Linked DNA regions of Mus musculus: region 1 is linked to region 2. The links are chromatin contacts, called in public promoter capture Hi-C maps. All regions are on one chromosome and are shown on one strand. The core of a region is the stretch at or near the end of the contact, and the rest is flanking DNA. Distances in the headings are between cores, read along the strand shown. Region 1 holds the start of Rnf7 (ring finger protein 7). Region 2 has its middle 34 kb from the start of C430002N11Rik.

The links. Promoter capture Hi-C pulls out the DNA fragments that hold promoters and counts their contacts.
Region 1: a promoter capture Hi-C map of the HPC-7 cell line shows a contact between it and region 2. The contact joins the promoter of Rnf7 here to the enhancer-like site in region 2. A contact is called at or near these places in 3 of 39 promoter capture datasets (the HPC-7 cell line, cranial neural crest and hippocampal neurons), 1 of 484 Hi-C or Micro-C datasets (Th1 cells) and 4 of 115 datasets of contacts at active chromatin or transcription factors (T-cell acute lymphoblastic leukemia, embryonic stem cells, epiblast stem cells and 1 more).

Annotation. Positions count from the first base shown.
Region 1 is chr9:96,476,720-96,480,398 of GRCm38.p6, reverse strand. Rnf7 (ring finger protein 7) reads left to right here and starts at 1,724. Exons shown (of 3, transcript NM_011279.3): 1 at 1,724-1,991. The coding sequence starts at 1,817.
Region 2 is chr9:96,797,527-96,801,684 of GRCm38.p6, reverse strand. No RefSeq gene overlaps it. Among named protein-coding and RNA genes, the nearest start is that of C430002N11Rik, 34 kb to the right of the region's middle. Within about 2 kb of position 1,349, at least 61 of the 459 cell types and tissues checked have an H3K27ac peak or open chromatin away from gene starts, as enhancers often do. A contact at or near this core is called in the HPC-7 cell line, T-cell acute lymphoblastic leukemia, embryonic stem cells and 1 more, where this site is marked.

The sequences.
Region 1 (3,679 bases), core at 475-2,974, 320 kb after region 2:
AACAAAACCAAGCATCTCTCTCCCAGTGTTCTCAACAAAGGAATAAAGACTCTCCCGCAGAGGAAGTGACCACAGAAACGCCATCTTGTGCCATCTTGTCCCGACTCCCTGTGCATTGGCTTAGGCACTTCTCAGTCCTCTCCTCACCCACCTCCATGCCCACATCTACCCTCCCAGCACATTTGGGACTTCTGTGGCCTGGACCATGGTCCCGATGTATAAACCAAAATAATTAATGTAAACTAAAATAACTGAAGAAGGCACAAGTCAAAAGTAACTTTCATGTTACGTCTGGAAAAAAAAATCACCATGTTCTGTCAGAAATGAACGTTTCAAGATTGTTCTGTCATCTGACTTTCATGTGAGTTGTGGTCTTTGTGGGGTTTGCCTTTAGAAACACCGTATCCCTGAGCTGCGACACCAAGAGACTCTGAGGCATGCGCCGGAATTTGGTCCTGCACGAATAAAGGACTCGTACTTTTTTGTTTGTTTTTGTTTTTCGAGACAAGGCTTCTCTGTGTAGCCTTGGTTGCCCGAAACTTGATTTGTAGACCAGGCTGGCCTTATAACTCACAAGGATCCACCTGCTGCTGTCTCCCAAGTGCTCAGAGTAAGGTGTGCACGGCCACTGCCCCATATACTTCTAATTGGCTTAACCGGTAAGGATGGACACCACCACCCCCGTTGGTAAGAGTAGCCTGAAGGATGGCGGTGGACGTGAGCTGAGCACGAGGCAGGAACATTTGTTTTGCTTTTTCATCCAAGCTTTCCTTCAATGCTGGCCAAGTGATCTGAGACAAAGCCTGGTGGGAGGGACCTAACCACAGTCCCAGGGGCCCACTGCCTGGCCCTTCCCTGGCTGGCTCACTCTGCTTTCTCCCCAGCACACATTTGCTTAAGCATTGCGTTCTTGCCCTTCTGCTTACCTATTCTCTGTCACCTGAGAACAATAACAAACAAACAAACAAACAAACAAATGTAGTGTCTGGAGGGATGACTCAGTGGTTAAAACCATGGTCTGTTCTTCCAAACGACCGGGGTTCAATCCTCAGCACCTCCATGGCAGATCACAACTGTCTGTAACTCCAGGTCCTTTCCAAGGAATCTGACACCTCACAGCAATGCACATAAAATAAAGTTTAAAAAAACATATATTTTGTTTGTTTGCTTGCTTGCTTGCTTGCTTGCTTGTTGCGAGACAGGGTTTCTCTGTATAGCCCTGGCTGTCCTGGAACGCACTTTGTAACCAGGCTGGCCTTGAACTCAGAAATCCGCCTGCCTCTGCCTCCCGAGTGCTGGGATTAAAGGTGTGAGCTACCACGCCCGGCTGCCGAAAAACCAAAAATAAATAAATAAATAAATAAATAAATAAATAAATAAATAAATAAATAAATGAATCTGAATTCAAGGCCAACCATTTTGTAAGATACGGAGGTTACAGTGATGAGAATTCTGTCCCTACTCTTGATAGTTTTACATTTGGGAGAAAGGAGACAAATGAAGACAGGGACGATGTGATTTCTGAGACTCCCCCGAGTTTAATACAATGTAACTCCAGACAATGCTCGCTTACTGACCCGGGCCTGCCCTACAGCAACTGGCCTTTGGCCACTTTAGCAAGCGCTGGGGTTCTCTGTACAGGCCTTGCCCAGCCCCTCGTGACGTCACTGGCGCGCGCCATCCAATCATCGCCGTCTGGCTCCGCCCGCCCGCCCGTGCCTGCGGGAGGCTCCGTGGCGTGTGTTGTGGCCCCGCTGAGCCACCGTACCTCCCGCCTCCGCGCCCAACGTCCGCGTCGCCGTTCTGCGCCGCCGCCATGGCCGACGTGGAGGACGGCGAGGAACCCTGCGTCCTTTCTTCGCACTCCGGGAGCGCAGGCTCCAAGTCGGGAGGCGACAAGATGTTCTCTCTCAAGAAGTGGAACGCGGTAGCCATGTGGAGCTGGGACGTTGAGTGCGATACCTGTGCCATCTGCAGGGTCCAGGTGATGGGTAAGCGATGCAGGCGAAGCCGGGACCGCGAGCTGGGCCGAGCCGGCGAGTGCTGGGCCGGGCCGGGCCGCCAGACACGGGATGGTTCCTATGGGGGCGGGGGGGAGGGGGCGTGACCGGGATACCCGAGGGGAACCTCCGGCCCTGCGGCCAGCAAATCTCCCAGCGGATCCCTCGCGTAGATCTGAGGGTTGGGATGTTCGTCTTTGAGATGCTCTCACGTTCCTCAGGATTAGAGCTTGCCCATTTAGCCGAGGTTGGCTTAGAACCCAGGAGGGCGCACCTCCCAAAAACTGGAAATTGCGAGCCTGCGCCACTATACGGATTCTGTCTCATAACCGAAATGAGGCTCAGTGACCGGAGAGATGTTTCCACAGTTAAGAGCACAAGCTTGTTCTTAACAGAGAACCCGGGTTCGATTTTCCACACCCACATGGCAACTCACCACCCTCTAACTCCTGTTCCAATAACTCCAGCACCCCATTATGGCCCTTGAGGGCATTAGGCACATTTGGTATGCAAACCCAGATGCAGGTAGCATAAACATAAAATTTTAGATTACTGTGAGGTTGCTTTACAGGGCGACTGGGGAGTAGTTGAAATAGATTTCTGCAGTTTGAAAATGTGCGCGTTTCTTGGCTTTGAGACTTTAAACGTAGCATCAAGAGATTCCACAGTCTATTCTTTGTCTTTGGACTTGCTTCATCAGGGCTCCCAAACTTTACTTTTTACATTTAATTGTAGACCCAGACACTAGTTTCTATGTAGAATCTGATTTGACTAAAACACTAAAATCCAGCTGTTCCACCCCTCATCCTTGCTTAGGAGCTGGGCAGTGATTTCCATTTTAGGGTTGAGTGTGGTTGCGAATGTCTGAAATGCCAGCACTCGGGAGGCTGAGGCATGGGGGCAGAGGCAGCACAAGCTTTGCTTAGAAATTTTATTCTGGCCAGGTGTGGTGATATCTTTAAACTTAGTACTCGAGAAGCAAAGATAAACAGATCTCTGTGCGCCTTAGGCCAGCCTGGTCTACACAACCAAGGCTAAGTAGTGGGACCCCATCTTAAAAACAAATAATGAATAAATCTTTTTTGTTTGTTTTGGTTTTTTCGAGACAGGGTTTCTCTGTGTAGCCCTGGCTGTCCTGGAACTCACTTTGTAGACCAGGCTGGCCTCCAACTCAGAAATCCACCTGCCTCTGCCTCCCGAGTGCTGAAATTAAAGGGGTCCACCACCACGCCCGCTTTTTTTTTTTAAATCATCATCATCATTATTTTATTACCCTGTTGTTAATGGTGCATTCTTTAATCCCAGCACTTGGGAGCCATAGGCAGGTGGGTCTCTTGAGTTCCATGACAACCTGATCTAACAGCAAATTCCAGGATAGCCAGTACTACACAAGAAACCCTGTCTTTAAAAACAACAAAATTTACTTAGAGTTGTGGTGGGGGCGGACACATAGAAGAACTCTGTGTGTGTGTGTGTGTGTGTGTGTGTGTGTGTGTGTGTGTGTGTGTGTGAGTGTGAGTGTGACATAGAAGAAGAGTATTGGGAGTTGCTTCTTTTCTCCTGCCATGTGGGTCCCAAGGCTTAAACTCATGCAAGCACTTTAATTTTTGAGCAGTCTATCTGGCCAGAGATTGGCTTTTTGTTTGTTTGTTTTTCGAGACAGGGTTTCTCTGTGTAGA
Region 2 (4,158 bases), core at 100-2,599:
TCTTTGGGATGCTACCCAGAGCCTTTTACACTCCCTGGTACTTTGGACACCCCTATTCTTTCTCTATAACTCCCTTCCCGGCCATGTGATTGCCTACTTGCCTGTGACTGACCCCCACGCTGGCTTCCACCGTGGGACTGCCTGCCTGAGTTGACTGCCACGCTGGCGTAACTTCTTACCCCATTGTCTTCATTTTTCTCCAGATAGGCAGCTGCCAGAGTTATGCCTGCCTGCCTGGGACTTTTTCTTTTCAAACTCTAATAAATTACCCTCAAGCTTCCCTTTCCGGGACTCAAATAGTATGTAAACGCAAAGAGTGTTTTATTCTGCGGAAGTCCAGCATGCTGGGGTCTCCCATTACCAGACAGACAACCAAGTGAGCTCCCAGGCTCGATTTAAAGCACACTGAAATTCCAGGACAAATGAGCTTTATCTTGCTATATCTGATGTGTTTATAAGAAGATAAAGAGAGAAGGGGTATGCTCTGTGGGGGTGTGGTGAGGTATGGGGGAGGGGGACATCTCAGCAGGCATCCCTTCCCCATGAGGGACCAGCCACATGACAGTATAGTATAGAATAGAGTTTATTCAGAGTATGAGGAGGGGAGTTAAGAGGGTAGTAGAGGCAGAGAGAGAGAGAGAGAGAGAGAGAGAGAGAGAGAGAGAGAGAGAAGAGAGAAGAGAGAAGAGAGAAAGAAGAGAAGCCAGTCATGAGCACATGGAGAGAGGGGGAAGGGAATGGTGAAGAGAAGGGGAAAAGGGTGAGGGGACCTAGAGGGAGCAAGAAGGGAAGAGAACAAGAGAGAGATAGAGAGATAGAGAGAGAGGAGAGAGAGAGAGAAAGAGAGAGAGAGAGAGAGAGAGAGAGAGAGAGAGAGAGAGAGAGAGAGAGAGAGGCAAGCAGCCCCTCTTATAGTGGGTCAGACCTACCTGGCTGTTGCCAGGTAACTGTGGGGTGGAGCTTAGACAGGATGCTAACAATATCTCTAGGCATTTGCTGAGGAATTCTGGGGTAGGTGAGCTTTCTCTTTAACTCTAGGCATTCCAGAACCATTATGGGGCGTGAAGGCTGGAGCCTGGGGTTTTTCTATTAGTAATTGACTTGCCTGGGCTTGCCTGAACTTGCCCAGTTCTTAGGCCTTGTCTCCTTAACTGTCACTTTGAAGTCTGTCATGGAACCAGCCCAGCCTTCTCAGGGCCATTCCTAACTTCTTCTAATAAAGAGACCAAGACTCCCGAGAGGGGACACAAATCTCATGGCTATCATATGGTGGCTTCCTCAAGACATTCCAGCAACACTCCCAACCCCACCCTCACCCACAACCCCTGCCACCTGTTAGTCACTAATTTGCAAAGAAAATCAATCCGTTCCTCACCTCTAGATGGCATCAAATGCATACACTGAAAATCTCGTGTTGTGCCAATGACCCCAAAAGCCCATATTTTAACATAAGAACCCCTTTCTTGTGCAGCAGTGAACGACTGAATTCTCCTTTGGTCAGACCTGCCTCCTCCCATGGAGGTGTATCTTAAACCTCTGCTGCTACATTGTGTGTCTCTGCTCAAGCTCTTGTTCAAGACCATGAAAGCCCTTTTGTGGTGGTGTGTTTTATAAAAAATAAAGAGAGAAGGAATATGTTTGGTGGAAGTGCAGTCAGGCGTGGGGGAAGGGGGTGCCTCAGTGGAACCATGCCACTCTATAGTATAGAACAGAGTTTATTCAGGGTATGGGGGAGGGGAGCTGAGAAAAAGGCTAGTGTCAGAGAAAGGCAGAGAGAGAGAGAGAGAGAGAGAGAGAGAGAGAGAGAGAGAGAGAGAGAGAGAAGAGGAATAGAGTCCAGTTATGAGCACGGGAAGAGAGAGGGGAGAGGGTGGAGAGGGACAGGAGAGTAAGAAGGTGAGGAGGGGGCAAGCAACCCCCTTTATAGTGAGTCAGGCACACCTGACTGTTGCCAGGCAACCATGGGGCAGAGCCTATACTAAATGCCAACATTCCCCCATTTTGGTTTAATTAAGGAAAAAATAGAAATAGGCAATGGTGGAACAGGAATAGGATCGTAGTGATCTTTAGCTATTTCCTACTGACTTTGGGGCGACATGTCTCTAGGAAACAGGAGTATGGGTATGGACTATTGGTCCAGTCTTAGGAGAGTTGGCTGTTTCCTTGCTGTCGAGGGTCTGTGGAGCCATCTGTGGATAGATAGGAAGGAGCAGCTCCAGTCGACGCATCTGTGTCTGTCAGAGTAGATTAGAGCTAAATGCCAACAAGGGGTGCCTCCTGAACCCTGACATCAACATTAGTAGAATTCTTCCACAAGACAAGGATTAGGTGTGGATGAGGTAGGCACGGATTTCTGGGGACTAATGTGCTGGCTAGTTTTTATGTTAACTTGACACAAGCTAGAGTCATCTGAAAAAGCAGGTACCTCAATTGAGAAAATGCCCCCATAGGACCCAGCTGTAGGGACATTTCTTAATTAGTGATTGATGGGGGAAAGGCCCAGCTCATTTTAGATGGTTCCATCCTTGGGATGGTGATCCTGGGTTCTATCAGAGAGTAAGCTAAGCAAGCTGTGACGAGCAAGCCGGTAAGTATGCATTAGGTTACAAAAAAAAAAGTGTTGTTGTTGTTGTTGTATGTGCATGTATGAGAGAATCTGACTGTACGTTTGTGTACCACACGCATCCACATGCCTGTAGCAGCCAGAGAGTGAAGCAAACCATCTGGATTTGTAGTTACACATGGTTGTGAGCCACTGTATGGGTGCTGGAAACCAAACCTAGGTCCTCCGCAGGGGCAGCAAGTGCTCTCACCTGATGAGCCATCTCTCCAACCCCAAGATTCCTTTTTTATTTTTCTCCTATAATCTCTCAGTTAAAAGCTGCTCAGGTCAGAGCCTGGGCCCTGGCAGCCCCAACAACTAGGCTCAGTCAGACTGAGATGTGGGCCCTTAGATCATTTGCTCTGTTCTGTCTCAGTCCCAGTCTTCTGACGTGCTCAGAACCGGTGAGATCTTTCTGGATGCCCCCTCTCCAGCTGGCCCCAGGCTTCAGCCTTTCCTTTTCCCTGCATACCACTTCCCTGACAATAACCCAGGAGCCAACGGAGGAGCGCATGTGACTTTCTTTAGACTCTTGTTACTCCTATTGTAGCATTTTGACTTTAGTTACTGTCTTAATTAGGGTTTCACTGCTGTGAACAGACACTATGACCAAGGAAACTCTTATAAGGACAACATTTAATTCGGGATGGATTACAGGTTCAGAGGTTCATCAAGGTGGGAACATGGCAGCATCTGGGCAGGCATGGTGCAGAAGGAGCTGAGAGTTCTACATTTTCATCTGAAGGCTGCTAGCAGAACACTGGCTTCCAGGCAGGTAGGAGTAAGGTCTTAAAGCCCATGCCCACAGTCACACACCTACTCCAACAAAGCCACACCTTCAAATAGTGCCACTCCCTGGGCCAAGCATATACAACCCATCACAGTTACTGTGGTGGTTTGAATTAGAAACATTTCCTGTAGTCTCAGGCATTTGAACGTGTAGTCCCCAATTGGTGGAGTTGTTTGGGGAGGTTTCAGGGGTGCAGTCTTATAGAGGAGGAGTGTCACTAGGGGTAAGCTTTGAGAGTTAGTTTTCCCACCACTTCCAGTTCATTGCCCTCTGCTTCCTGCTTGTGGTTCCAGATATGAGCCCCCAAGTCTCTGCTTCTGCCACATGCCTGCTTCTGGTCGCCATGCCTCCTTCTGACACGAGACTCTAATCCCTCTGAGGCCGTGAGCCACAGTAAACTCTCTCTTCTTCAAGTGGCTTTGGCCATGGTGTTTTATAACAGCAACAGAAAAGCAACTGATAGAGTAACTTTGGGAAGGACTGAAATAAATAATTCCATTTGGCTATGACGACAACCCCCCTTTATCTCCGGACCATGAGACAACCTGGTAAGTCGTCTTGGGGTTTGGCTTTGATTGTACCTCATCACCAGGAAATTGCTTTTTTTCCAGATTGGTCAGACCACATGTGTGTGTGTGTGTGTGTGTGTGTGTGTGTGTATTTGTGTGTTTTTGTGTGTGTGTTGGGAGGGGTGGCAGGTAGAGGAGCCAATGTCAAAAGCTCTTTTTTTGCTAGCCAAATCTAAGTACCTGGGAGGTCTAGAGCC